Linked DNA regions of Mus musculus: regions 2 and 3 are each linked to region 1. Evidence: chromatin contacts called from public Hi-C and HiChIP or PLAC-seq data. All regions are on one chromosome and are shown on one strand. Each heading gives the region's core, a stretch centred on a gene start, on an enhancer-like site or on the middle of the called end of the contact. The rest is flanking DNA. Distances are from core to core; before and after follow the strand shown. Region 1 holds the start of Slc39a14 (solute carrier family 39 (zinc transporter), member 14). Region 2 overlaps Slc39a14 (solute carrier family 39 (zinc transporter), member 14). Region 3 overlaps Piwil2 (piwi-like RNA-mediated gene silencing 2).

Region 1 (4,709 bases), core at 490-2,989:
CACAAACCAAACACTGTACGTGGGACCTGGGCCTTTTGCATCAACCCTGGGTTTGGAAAAGAGCTCGGGATAGATCTCCAGGAGCCTCTAACTCTCCTCTTGTCTACATGCAAGGCCAGTTACATAGGCTCTGCCACTTCTCAAGTCGGTTGGTTGCTTAGCCAGCTTCTGGGTTCTTTAATCCCTGTTTCTGCCTCTGCACTGTCCAGGTGAACCACAGAATGCCAGGTGTAGCAGCAAGAAGTGTTCTGCCAGGGTCCTTCTGGAAGAACCCATATCCTGGGTCAGTTCAGTGTCTCTAGTCACAATGATAAAACAGTCACACAAAGAGGACCCATACACGGCCTCCTGACTTTGAACCACTAGCAAAGAGCTCAACTAAGTCACCAATAGAAAGGGGACTAGATGGCTTTTAATTCTAGTTGTCAGAAGTTGTGATTCTGGACATGTTTCTGGCTGTTTGGCCAAGGAGGCACGTTGGAACCCCTCAGTGTTGAAGATTTGTTTTAATAGGTAAGGAGTACGGAATTGTACATCTTTTGGATAGACAATTCAGGCTGGTCTCAGTACTAACCTGAACCAGAATAGTGACCAGATAGTCACTCCGGAGCCAGTTTCTATCGTCCCCTAAAATCAGCACCTCCAGCAAATATATCTATCCCAATGACCAGGGGCTAAAAAGAGCTAATGCTACAATTCCAAAGCCAGGTTACTTCACGAAGAGGGGCCTGCCAAAGTGCTCCTGCCTCTATCCTTCCATTTAGGCCACAGGAAAGCACTCCACCCCTCACCAAACCAAACTGAGAGTTCTCTTGAACGCACAAGCCATGTAACTATTTAGACTACAGATCAGCTTAGAATCTAGGCCCCGGGGTGACAGAAGATTCTTAAAGCTGAACCCACAACCCAGAGAGGCAATTTTCCGGCTTAGAATCTACCTCAGGATCACAAGGTGAGTCTGATGGCTACTTTAGCTATAGCTTTAAAACTCTAAGAGGGAGCAGCCGGTAACCAGACCACCTAATTTGGTCAGTCCCAACCTAAGTGAGCCCAAGAGGCATCGCTGCCGTTAGTCAGGGGAGAATTCAGCGCGGTGCCACCCTTGCGGTTATCCACTCCTGCCCAAGCCAACCAGAAGAATCGGGCATCACTCTCCAGCCGGAGGGTGGTCTGGCGTGGGGCAGGGAGAAGGACACATAGGTTCCTGGGATGCAAGATCCAGACACCAGAGCCCCCGAGCAGCCGCCACCGCAGAGCATCTGATCTACCCATCTACTCCGCTTCCTCTGCGCTCTGTGTCCTGGGGCTCTAGAAAGCTCATCTCAGCCTTTCTGAGCAGCTATCGACCTCCCCGGCGTCCTTCTCTGGTTCACACATCCCGGGCCCTGCAGCTGAAGGGACAGCGCAGTGACCTCCTTCTCCTCGCCACCGTGGCACGGCAATCAGGTGCTACCAGGACTGGGCTCAGGGAGTGCGCGGCCTCCCGAAAAGACTCTGGGTCCTCGGCGTGCCGGTGTCTCCAACCCCCACCCGGTGTCCCCCCTAACCCGGAGGCGCCCGACTTCCCATCCTGCCTGCGCCCGGTCCGTCCTCACCTGAAGTCCTCCAGCCGGCAGTCGGGCCCACGCAGCCTCACTATCCAGGGCCCCCCCCCCAAGGCAGCGGGCGACACAGCTACTGAGTGGGTGCGTCCCCGCCAACAGCCACGCGCCCCCTCTCTACGTCCGGCCCCCGCCGCATGCGCATGCCCGGCCATATACCCTGCGCGTCACCGCTGGGCCCGCCCCCGCCTGCTGCCCCGCCCCGCTCCCCCGGGCCTGCCACGTGGGACCGCCAGCTAACAGCGTCGTTACCCTGGCCAACCTGGTCCTCCAGCGTTGTGCATCCCCGGCTCGCATCCTAGCTCTCTCTAGCTTCATCCACCCTTCCTTGATGAATTCCATCCTTGACTCACGGAGGCCCTGCAGGCTCCGCTATTCTCTGGAAACCTCCCATCTGTCCTTCCTAGCCCCTTTTGTGGGAAACTCACAGCGTGACCTTCCATCCTGTCGCTCCTGAGGGAGAGTGCCCCTCTCTTGGTAGACATTTGTGGTTTTAACACTGTTGATGAATCTAAGAGACTTTTCTGTTTTCTCCAATTCTAAAATATTCTGTAAGCAGGATGGAGCGCTTCATAAACTGCTTTTTTTTTTTTTTTTTTTGCCTACCCCAGCCAACCAAAAGAATTAAAATAACTTGTAACGATCCAAATAAAAGATCATATTCATTTTTTTTCAGAGTTTCGCACCTCTTTCTCACAGTTAATCAGATTCCTAAGGAGCGAGGTCAAGCCTTAGGTTTTGTTTGTCCTGGGAGGGAGTCTCTTCCGCTGTAGGAAGGGCCTATTGTGTTGGATACTGAGCCTTGTATATGCAAATTTCTTGAGAAAAATAAACCACCCACTAAACTCTTATTGTTCTATTCAGCTGGATATTAGGATTATTTCCTCTATCGCTTAACCAACTGTCACCTGGGGCAGGGAGGGCCCCATGGAAGAACCTCAAGTGGCACTGGAACCAGTGAATGGCGGGGGTTTCTGTTCTAGCACAGGGAGTGTGTCCAGCTGGCTGTGGTATCTCTAGATTTGTTCAATAGAGAGATGGCATCTAAGTGCTGGGGAAAGTTCCCTCAAAAAGGAAGTGATAGGAGTAGAACTCCATGTCCCTAGAACAGGTGGCAGGAAGAACTCAGCTCAATGGCAGCTTGCTCTTGCGGGCTGGCTAGAGCACCAGAGTGTGGGGCTGGGGGTTGGTGAGGTAATAGCCAATCCTGGTGGTGCACACCTATAATCTCAGCTACTCTAGAGCCAGAAGGATCTCAAGTTCAAGGCCAGCTGGGGCAATTTAGTGAGCTCCTTTCTCAAAAGGTAAAAGGGGGATTTTTGGTTCAGTGTATGCTTAGACCGCACCAAAGCCATGAGTTCGAGGCCAGCAACCGGTTCTGGTAATGCTCACCTGTAATTCAGCACTGGAGAAGTGGGGACAAGTATCACAAGTTCAAAGTCAGCCTTGGGCCCCTTAATGAATTTGAGACCATGCCTGAACTACCTGAGACCCTTTCTGTAAATTAATAGTGAATGCTTTGCCTAGTGTATGCAAGGTCTTAAGTTTAAAAGATATAAAACTACTGAGGCCACTCAGACTCTTCTGGCCACTCTGTTTTTCTGAAATTCAATTATCTTTACTCTGTAATTACAGTACTCCAATGAGTAAGAGGGAGACCCTGTGATGGTCCTCTCATTTACTTTCTGAGTAATTTTGAGGTAATGATAGCTCTTGCAGAATTGCCTCCCGGGCCCCTGCAACTCTATAATAATGCTGAATATTTGCCTTGGTTAAAGTTACAGTGTTTTTCAGACATTATGTCACCCACTTAAGACTCCAAAGCGGAATGGACTGTCAGGAAAGGTCGGTTCCCCATCAGGCCCCCCCTAGAAGGAATAAGCAGAATAAGAAGCCCACCTAGAGACAAGGATCTGCCATCCCAAAGCTCTGAATAGGACGGGGAGCTTAAACCCTCATCCCCCGGATTCCAGACAGGATGTCAGGGCTACTAAAGCTTGCATTAAGCAGTTGTTGAGGACGGCTCAGGGGGCAGAGTGGGGAGCTGGGCATGATGGCCCATGTTCTCCAATGCTACCACTTGGGTGGTGAATAGGAGAAGCAAGGATTCAGGGCCAGCTCAGCTCCATAGTGAGTATGAGCCCAACCTGGGTTAGGAGAGACCTTGTCTCAAGGCACATAAGCAAACAAACAAAAGCACTAGTGGGAAAGAGGAGTGATGGGCCACCCCACCACAGGACCCATCTGTGTGGCACTGTCACCTGTTTGTGGAACTGTCAAAGTCCACAGGGGCACCCAGAGTTGATAAGCTATCTCCAGCTGATAAGCTATACACAAGAGGAATTCAATTAATCATTAACATAGCTCAAAATCAAAAGGTCCTAAGTCTCTGCATCCGCCCCCACGGGCATTTCTTCAGGAGGCACATCCTGATGAGAGGACACATGCCGACTAGGTCCTGCTAGGACACAACAGTGATGGTCACCATACATAGTGACATCTGGAGCCTGGATTTCCCACCATCACTTGCTTTCCCTCCTCCTCCCCTTTCCATTCCCTTCCGCTCAGCAAGCTTCTTGATTGTTCTGAAGTACATTTGATCTACTCTTTCAGACTTTGGAAACCCTTATTTATTTATTTATTTATTTATTTATTTATTTATTTATTAAAAATACTTGATATTTATTTTTTTAAAATACTTGAACCCTCTGTAACTCCAGTTCCTGGGGGTACTGACCTCCTCCTGGTCTCCACCGGCATTGTGCGCACACGGTGCACTTCCAGGCACGCAGGCAACTCATTCATAGATGTAAAATTAAAAGAAAGGGAAGAATAAAATAATATAGTGCCACAATTCCAGTATAAATAATGTAGCAAGCAATTTTTCCATAAAATAGGTTCTGAGCGTATAGAACATTTACCTAGCACGCTTGAGGCTTTGGGTTCAGTTTCTAAGAGCTGGACATGGTGACTCATGCCTTTCATCCCAGCACTCAGGAAGCAAAAACAGTCACATCTCTGTGACTTCAAGGCCTGTGACAAATCCACTAAACTTGATTTTGTGACCATGATTGACTTGTAATCTACAGAACTAATATGATTTATGGG
Region 2 (4,256 bases), core at 393-2,892, 47 kb before region 1:
AATGCAGATAAAGTTAAAAAAAAAAAAAAAGAAAGAAAAAGAAAAGAAAAGAAAAAAACCAACATGGGTGAAGTTCAATACAGAACTCTACAGTCTTTACAGTTTCCAAGGCGCAATCCATGGCTAAGTGCTTTGTTCCTGAGCTTAGCCCAAAGTGAGTCATTTTAAAGTAAGTGTGTTATATGATATAGGAAGTCCCTTCTAAATCCCCATAGCCAAATCCAAACAACCCTTTGTAAATCAGCAACAGACGAGCGCCACCTTGTGTCAAAGATTCATTATGCCCCAACTCGTTTTTTTTTTTTTTTTTTTTTAAATTAGGTATTTTCTTTATTTACATTTCAAATGTTATCCCCTTTCATGGATTCCCCTCCAAAAGCCCCTCCCCCCCACACACACACCAACTCACCCACTCCCAATTTCTGGCCCTGGCATTCCCCTATACTGGGGCATAGGGGAATGCCCAGGACCAAGGGCCTCTCCTCCCATCGATGACTGACTAGTATGCCCCAGCTCTTAAGGCTGAAGCAAGCCGACACTTGGGACTCACCAATTACAGAATATAGCTTTATTTATAGAATCTTACAAATAAAACATTTACAGTTCACATGACATAAATTATTTTATTTTCTAATTCTCATAACACCTGAGTTATTTAAAAAAAATACTGTGATGGAACTGTAAAGGGAACTATGAGTAAAATCCTCTTTCTTTATGCAAAAAATCATCCAGCTTATCTGTATCTCTTTGGAAGAGGGTTCACTAAAACTGGATCCTAGGTGATCCAGACAGAGAGAAGCCATTTAAAACCCAGGTGAAGGGTACCGGAGAGTGCTCCCCCTGGTGACCCTAAGTATTGGAGGGCGGGGATGGAGGACTGAAGGTGAGGTCAGAAATGAGGTCCTCCAATGACAGAATCCAAGGCCTGGCTGAGGGCTCCTCTGTGTGACAAGCACTTTCCTTGCTAGTGTTAACAGGGAACAGAAGCTATGGGCAGTAAGGCCAGGGGAGAAGTGTCCGCTAAGCAGCCCGTAGCCCCTTCAGCCTCTTATATGTACAGATGCTTAAAACAGCAAGTTCAACATTTAAAAGTCAAAAGAAGGTCAACGGCCACATTTTCAACTCATGGGGCGAATCTGTTGCCAATAGCAATGGATTATCAGTTGGCTCCCACGCCCCACCTGTGTCTGACTGATGCCAGCCCTCCGCCCTGAAGAAGCCCCAGGATTTCCTCAAAGTTCTTGAGTTCACAGGAAGGGTGCATGGCAGACAGTCTATCTCATGTTTAAGACTCTTTTTAAGCTCTTTTAAACAAACCAAGCCACCATCCGATTCCAGCATAAGGGCATTTAAAGGACAGGAGCTAGGGGAACTCCTAAAGTTAAAAATATAATGCATGAGCTAGGTAAAGTGGAATCTTTCAACCTTTGGGGGGGGGGCTGTGGTGGTGCTGGGAATGACATTCAGGGTGTCACATACACACTGGACAAAAAACGTGCTACCACTGAGCCACACCCTCAGACCTACAATCTTAAATTTTACGGTTTTTTATCTTCATTTTGTCTTGCTGACACAGGAGCTTGCTATGTAGCCCAGACTGGCCTGCTATTCACTATGAAGCCCAGGCTGGTATAAAACTTGAGCCTGCTGACTCTGCCTCCCTAGGGGCTGAGATTACAGGTACGAGTCACACAGCCTGCTCAGTCTTACACTTTGAGTGTCAATTTCTGCTACCTCCTAAAGCATTTGTAGGAGAAATAGAACAGGAGAGATGAGACTCGCCTTCAAACACCAACAACCATGACGGTAACATAAAGCTTAGCTTCTAACATTGAAGGAACTGGTTCTTTGGTAAAACTGGACCCTAAGCCTACCAGGACCTGGTCCTGACATCCAATCTAGTACCTTGATTGCTGAACTTTCCTCTTCCTGCTGCCTTGTCTCAAAGGCAAGAGGCAAGAGCAGGGAGAGAAACTGAGCAAATTTCTGTTTCCCCAGTTGTGTTCTCAGGATTTCAGGATTCCTGGTTTCAAGCATGTTTCCCCAAGAAGAACAAGAATGAACACACACACACACACACACACACATACATGTGTGTGTGTGTGTGTGTGTGTATATATATATATATATATATATATATATATATATATGAATACATGTGAGTGCATATATATATATGTATATATATATATATATATATATATATATATATATATATATATATGCACACTGCTTTTAATGGACAGTTTTCCTGTGGTAAGAACAGAAAGACTCAGGGATTGGCAATGATTCAGTACTGTAAGTCATGCGAACAATGGCTCCTGGACTGTGACTGTGGGCACCACTAAGAAAGGCTTCGGGAGAGACTGGCTCTCCAAAGTGGCTAAGGAATCCATGTATCAATATGATAATAATAAATTAATTCACTTAGTGAACCTGGAGATTAGCTCCCCTGGAAGCCAGAGTTCTGAGGAGGGGGCTGCACAGCGCCTGAGGCTGGCTTGTGGTGTGAAATGTCAAGCATCTGGTTTTGTTTTGTTTTGTTTTCCTGGACCAAATGAAAGCAATTTACACTCGATTCAATTCAGTATTCAATCTTGTTGTCTGGGACCGGGGAGGAAGTGGTAGCTAGATGGTGTCCTTTAAAACCCATTGGCAGCAATGACGTCTGCAGTCCTGACCTCAAGAATTGACCTCAAGGTCCAGAGTCCCATGGTATTCAACTATTATTTCTGCAATTAGCAAGTCCTAAGTCTGGCCTGCAATGACTCCATTCCCAATCACCTTGGTCACAAAAAGGCATAAACAACTGTGTCCTGATTCTATGAGTCAGGTTCTACTGGCAGAGGTCTTGACCAGGGGAGACTGATTTGTGCAGTTTCCCTCCTATGCAAAAACCTTTAAATGTGCTCTGACCGTGCTCCCCGTGAGGCATCTACAAAGTTAACTAGAAAAAGAAAGCAATAGGAAGGCGTGAGGATCAGGGCAAAAACAACTGATTTAGCAGACCTCTTGCCACGCCAGAGAATGCCCACAGTGGCTCGCCTGGATGATTATGTGACTCCAGATGCTGCAAGCAACCTGCACGCAGCATCCTGGTGGAAACCGAGCACCAAGGAGACAGGACATCCATCACTAGTTCTACCCCCTCCTCACTCAGGCAATCCCCTGCCCCTCTGCCTGCCATACTCATCGGAAAGTCAGCCTTTTCAGAGAACAGTTAACAGACTGAAAAACACAGGAGTCTTGTCTTCTGCCCTCTTCTCTGTAAAAACATGAGAACCCATGCCAAAATGGACCGACCTGAAATCCTGGGTACACACATTTAGAATCACAGGCCCCAAAGCTGGAAGCCACACTGATACTTCTAACCAAACCATGACCACTGGCTTCATTTTTACATTGTAAAAGATTCCACATCTCTCAGTGCTTCTTCCAAGAGAAAGGGAGGAGGGTGGCCAGAAGGAAAAGGGAGGCGTGTCCTACATGTGGCGTTTCAGCTCCAGAATCATCAGTGGAAAGGGTCGGGAGACAACGGTTCGAGGCACTACCTAGAGATTCCCAGGGCAGCTTCTTCCTAGGACAGAGCATTTGAAACAGATGACATCTGAATGCAGGCAGACAAGTCTGTGCCAGTTTTTAAAGAGCTGCCTTTTCCATGATGCTTCGTGGATGCTGAGTCCTCGGGCCGGGGACCAGATGGGGGCCCAGAGCCCGATGTCCAATGCCACTGGCTCCCCAATGGCAGGGTCCTACCCGATCTGAATCTGCCCTGAATACATTGTGAGGACCAGCATAATGGAGAAGCCGGTTAGGAGGCCAAGATTCTGGATGACAAAGGGGACCAGAAAGCTGTCGTTCTTCTCATCCTCCTGGCAGACTTCATTCATCTCAGGGAACTGAGAAGGAAGAGAAAAAAATGAGTTACAGATTCTGTTAACATTGTCCCAATCACTGTGATGTCTGGTTCTCAAGTGGTGGACCGTATTTTTGGAAGGATGTTTTTGGTAGTTCTGGGGACTTTTCTGGAGTTAAGGAGGTCACTGGGGGGGAGGGTGTTATCTTTGACCATTCTCTGTAGCTCTCAACAATATGGCTGCCTAAACAAGACCCAAACAATGCAGACACCAGATGATGTGTCAGCGTGGGCTGGGGAAACCTCACAAAGCCCCGCCCCTAAATGAAGAGTTATAGACAATTAGTTAGTGACTACTCAGATGCAGAGAAGCCAGTCTTCCTCAGGGATAAGCTCCCTG
Region 3 (4,767 bases), core at 40-2,539, 52 kb after region 1:
AGTGGGAAATGCAGGCTACAGCTTTCTTGCTGATGGACAGAGAACAAAGGCTATATGTACAGCCCAGGAGAGAAGCTTGTGGAAAGTGCATCAAGCTAAAGGATTTAGAAATAAAAGTCTAATGATTAAAGATGAGAACTTCAATTCTCTCCCCAGACAAAACCAACAAGAAAAATACAACGGATACCCCCAAAATCACTTATGTAATAATTGCCAAAAGTACCAACACATACAGGCCAGACTCACAAATAAGCTCATGTGGTCTCAGATGTTTTTATTACCAGTTTACAGAGCTGTACAGTGTCAGGTACCTCATCCTTAACTGTACTCACTACCCAGAGCCTGGAGAGCACGTCCCACCCCTACCCTCAGACCAAGTGCAGTCTCTCATCTGTACCTGTAGTATTCCAGGAATGTGATTTCCTTCCCGTCCGACATGACAAAGCTGTCTTTAGGGGTCTTGTTCCAGTCCACATCATCGATTCGGTAGGTACGATTGTTGTAGCGCGTGATGACAATGCTGCCAACCAGAAGCTTGCTGCACTCGTCCTGGAAGTGCTCCTTGTTCTGCTGGTAGATAGCATGCCTTTGGGAAGAGGTAAGAGACTCTGGTTGGCATCCATACCCTCAGGCTCCTAAGAGAGGGACGGGGCTCCAGAAACTGAAGTAAGGACCCAAGGGTTGGATCTCATCTTTTACCCCTCATTAGCTATACTCATCTCATGAACCAATGATCGTTTTTTAGGATTTATTTTTATTACTTTAATTATGTTCAATGCGGTGTGTATGCCTGTATGCACACGTGAGTGCAAGTGCCCAAGGAGGCCAGAGGCATCGGGTCCCCCGGAGCTGGAGCTACAGGAGCTTGTGAGCTATCTGATGTGGGTGCTGGAACGCACGGCACTCGCACTCAGTTCATTTAAAAGAACAGGAAGTGTTCTTAACTGCTGTATCATCTCTCCAGTCAACCCCAACTCACTTCCTCTTTTTGAAACATGGTCTCAGTGACGTAGCCTTGACTGGTTTGGAGCTTACTATGAGACCAGGATGGACTTGAACTCACAGAGATCTGTCTACCTCTATCTACCTCAGGAGTCCTGTGATCAAAGGCCTGTGCCACCACACTCAACTCAACTGTTGTTTGTTTTTAACTGAGGTCTCCCAAAGGAAAGTCACTTGCATTGTTTTAAAAAAAAGATCCAGGCTAGCAAGAAAGCTCAGTGGTGTAGGGCACAGATTGGCCTTACAGTGGTGTAGGGCACAGATTGGCCTTACAGAGGACCTAGGTTAAAGTCCCAGCCCCATCTAGGGGTAGGGGTTCAAAACCATCTGTCACTCAAATTCCAGGGGACCTGACACCATCATCTGGCCTCAAGGCATTCAACATGGTGCACAGATATATACACAGGCAAAACACCCATACACATAAAATAAAATTTTAGAGATTTTAATTAAATTTTCATGACCTCCAAATACAACAGGGAAAAGTTTTGTAACATGTCCATAACTTCTCTTTTAAATCACAAATCAAACCACACGTGGGAGGCCTAAAGCAACATTACTGAATAGTTCCGAGAAAGGCCATCTGTATCTTATGATTCTGTAAGGCTGCTCTGGCTCACACAGAAGCCCTTCTTTGAGGATGTGCATATGGGGCAAAGGGATTTGTGGGTACCTCTGGTGAACTTTGAATTATTGTTGTAATAAGTTTCTTACATCAAACTAAAGTAGGGTGAGTGACTCTGTGAGTTTGAGGCCAGCATTGTCTACACAGTAAATTCCTGACCAGCCTGAACTACATAACAAGACCCTGTCTCAGCAAGAAAGAAAAAAGAGAGAGAGAGAGAAAAGGAAAGAAGGAAGAAAGGGAGGGAGGAAATGTGCTGGCTAGTCTCACGTCAACTCGAGACACAACTAGAGTTATCTACAAGGCAATTTCTTAATTAATGATTTATAGGAAAGAGCCCAACCCACTATGAGTGGGGCCATTCTTGGGTTAGTGGTCCTGGGTTCTATGAGAAAGCAGGCTGAGCAAGCCATGGGTAGCAAGACAGTAAACAGCACCCTCCACGGCCTCTGCATCAGCTCTGCCTCCAGACTCCTGCCCTGTGTGAGTTTCTGTCCAGTCTTTCTTTGATGGTAAATAGAGATGCTGACTGAAGAATAAACTGAATAAACCCTTTCCTCCTTAAGTTGCTTTTATGTTTCATCACAGAAATAGAAACCCTAACTAAGACAGGGAAGACAATTCATATGAAAGTATCTCAAATTATGTACTTGACAAGATATCTGTATCTAAAATACAAAAATTTTACAATTAAATAATATATTTTAGAGGCTGGAGAGATTGCTCAGCAGTTAAGTACACTGGCTGCTCTTGCAGAGGATTCAGGTTCAATCCCCACCATCCACATGGAAGATCACAGTTGTCTGTAAGTCCAGTTCTAGGATCTGACACCCTCATACAGACAGACAGACATGCAGGAAAAGCAACAATGCATGTGAAATAAAATAAATACTTTTAAAAATGCATTTTAAAAGTGGATCAAAGATCTAAATATTTCACAAAGATATTCAAATGGCTAAAAGGTGCAGAGAAAACTGCTCAGTATCATGAGTCATGAGAGAAATGCAATCGAAGCCACAGTTACTCATTTTACATGCAAAGGTGGTTATAATAGAAACAGATGCCAGCAAGTGAGGCTGCAGGTGAACTGGAGCCTTCACACACCTCTGTTGGGAACACGAGAAGTGCCAAGCTGTCCTTGGGTTAAGTAAAGGATAAAAATAGAGCTCACAGAAATGGCAATACACACACCAAAATCTATCTGGACATGAAGTGCACAGGCAAACAGTGAACACTACAAAGTATCCCTCAAACAGCTGAGTAATAAATATGGCAAGGTCAGCAAAGTGGCTTAGAAGAGAAGGGCTCTTGCTACCCAGCCTATCAACATGAGCTTGATCCCTGGGACTCACGAAAAGGTGGGAGAGAGAGCAAACTTCACAAAGTTGTCCTCTGACCCAAGCAGCAAACACATCCACACACACACACACACACACACACACACACACACACACACACAAATAAAACATTTTAATATCACTTTTAAAAAGAAAGAGAGAGTTCAGTGGTTAAGATCACTTGCTGCTTTTCCAGAGTACCAGAGATTAGCATCCATGGTTGACAGTGACATGGTTGACAATCTCCTGTACCTCCAGGTTCAGGGGACCTGGCATCTTCTTCTGACTTCCATTGGCACACATACACAGCATATACTTATACAAACATAGTAAAATAAAAATAAATATCTTTTAAAAGAAAAATATAGTATATCAATATGCTGGAGTATTGTTCCAATGCAAAAAGGAACTCTGTATCATGCATATAACCTGGATATATCTTGAAAGCATACCAAGACACAGAATATTATACAAAGGTTGTTTTTCATATGGAATGTTTGAAATAGTTAGAAAACAGATTGGTTAGGTAAAAGGATTACAAATTTGAGGCCAACATGAATAAGCCAGCAAGATCTTATCTTAAACAATGAAAAAAAATAGGAAGAGAGGAAGGGGTGGAACAACACACACACACACACACACACACACACACACACACAACCAGACTGATGGTTTCTCTAGGTCTGAGGGCAAAGAAGGAAACTAATGTCCAAGGGTATGGGCTTCGCTTCTCTCTGCAGGGATGAAAATGTCCTACAACTGACTGCAGTGATAATGTACAGCATACACCATGGATAAGCTAACAGCCACAGAACAGCACCCTCCAAATGAGTATATTTTAGTTTGTATCTCAATAAAGCTGTTTAATAAGGTCACACTGGGGTTAGCTAGATGGCTCAGTGGGTTAAGGCACTTGCTGCCAAATCCAAAGACTTGAGTTTGATTCCTGGATCTGGAAGGTGGAGGGAGAAAATCTACTCCTTCAAACTGTCCGCTAACCTTCACACATACACATATACATACACACAAATAAAGAGATGTGTGAAAAATCATATACAAGCAGGAATGTAGCTTAGTGTGGGGATGATAGCCTAACATGCATGAGGCCTTAAGTTCTGTCTCCACAGTCATAATAATAATAACAATAATAGACTAGACATATGCTTATTATCTCAGGTTGGGTTTTTTGTTTGTTGGCTTTTGGTTTTTCGAGACAGGGTTTCTCTGTGTAGCCCTGGCTATCCTGGAACTTAACTCTGTAGACCAGGCTGGCCTGGAACTCAGAAATCTGCCTGTCTCCGCCTCCCAAGTGCTGGGATTAAAGGCGTGCACCACCACTGTGCAGCTTATTTCAGGTTTTTGTGGGTCAGGAATTAAGGCAACTCTGACAAGGCTGCAGGCAAGGTTTTCAGCCCCGCTGCAGCCACCTCAAGGTTGAACCTAAACAAGATGTGTTACTAAGATCACTTAAGTGAGCCACTCTAAAGGCTGCCCCATAACATGGCCTCTGGCTTCCCTTAGGTGGGTGACCCAAGGGACAGTAAGAGAGCACACCCTAGACAGAAAGCAGTCTTCTCATACTCTACCTCCCACATATTTTATTCTTTGAGATGTGTGGGAGTCCAGCCCACACTCAAGCAGAGAGGACTGCAGAGTACCATTATCAGATGTAAGGAAGAGCCTCTCCTTGGCCAACTCTTAGCTGGGTTCTTCTTAACCAGGCTTCTCTCACCACCCACCACACTCACCCATTTCAGCAAGAATCCTACTGAGTCAGTCTAGCCAGAATTCCACACTTGATAT

Evidence for each region. Hi-C and Micro-C count contacts between places; a contact is called where the count stands out from the background. HiChIP or PLAC-seq counts read pairs in DNA pulled down with a chosen protein or histone mark.
Region 2: an H3K4me3 HiChIP or PLAC-seq map of intestinal villus epithelium shows a contact between it and region 1, with 13 read pairs. The contact joins the enhancer-like site here to the promoter of Slc39a14 in region 1. A contact is called at or near these places in 11 of 39 promoter capture datasets (the 3T3-L1 cell line, the C10 cell line, embryonic stem cells and 5 more), 2 of 15 datasets of contacts at CTCF or cohesin (CD8 T cells and pro-B cells), 43 of 484 Hi-C or Micro-C datasets (8-cell embryo, the AML12 cell line, B cells and 26 more), 14 of 115 datasets of contacts at active chromatin or transcription factors (CD8 T cells, the HPC-7 cell line, bone marrow-derived dendritic cells and 9 more) and 3 of 9 other capture datasets (adipose tissue, liver and pancreatic islet).
Region 3: a Hi-C map of bone marrow-derived macrophages shows a contact between it and region 1, with 1.6 times the contacts expected there. The contact joins the enhancer-like site here to the promoter of Slc39a14 in region 1. A contact is called at or near these places in 13 of 39 promoter capture datasets (the 3T3-L1 cell line, 3T3-L1-derived adipocytes, the C10 cell line and 7 more), 3 of 15 datasets of contacts at CTCF or cohesin (CD8 T cells, the NIH/3T3 cell line and pro-B cells), 63 of 484 Hi-C or Micro-C datasets (the 3T3-L1 cell line, 3T3-L1-derived adipocytes, the 63-12 cell line and 47 more), 24 of 115 datasets of contacts at active chromatin or transcription factors (the 230-238 cell line, SST interneurons, bone marrow-derived dendritic cells and 16 more) and 4 of 9 other capture datasets (adipose tissue, liver, macrophages and 1 more).

Annotation. Positions count from the first base shown.
Region 1 is chr14:70,349,685-70,354,393 of GRCm38.p6, forward strand. Slc39a14 (solute carrier family 39 (zinc transporter), member 14) reads right to left here and starts at 1,740. Exons shown (of 10, transcript NM_144808.4): 1 at 1,596-1,740.
Region 2 is chr14:70,302,914-70,307,169 of GRCm38.p6, forward strand. Slc39a14 (solute carrier family 39 (zinc transporter), member 14) reads right to left here. Exons shown (of 10, transcript NM_144808.4): 10 at 554-3,899. The coding sequence ends at 3,753. It also overlaps the pseudogene Gm4240. Among named protein-coding and RNA genes, the nearest start is that of Ppp3cc, 16 kb to the left of the region's middle. Within about 2 kb of position 1,643, at least 27 of the 459 cell types and tissues checked have an H3K27ac peak or open chromatin away from gene starts, as enhancers often do. A contact at or near this core is called in the C2C12 cell line, the HL-1 cell line, bone marrow-derived dendritic cells and 4 more, where this site is marked.
Region 3 is chr14:70,401,637-70,406,403 of GRCm38.p6, forward strand. Piwil2 (piwi-like RNA-mediated gene silencing 2) reads right to left here. Exons shown (of 23, transcript NM_021308.2): 11 at 398-586. Among named protein-coding and RNA genes, the nearest start is that of Gm24890, 25 kb to the right of the region's middle. Within about 2 kb of position 1,290, at least 100 of the 459 cell types and tissues checked have an H3K27ac peak or open chromatin away from gene starts, as enhancers often do. A contact at or near this core is called in the 230-238 cell line, the 63-12 cell line, the BV-2 cell line and 21 more, where this site is marked.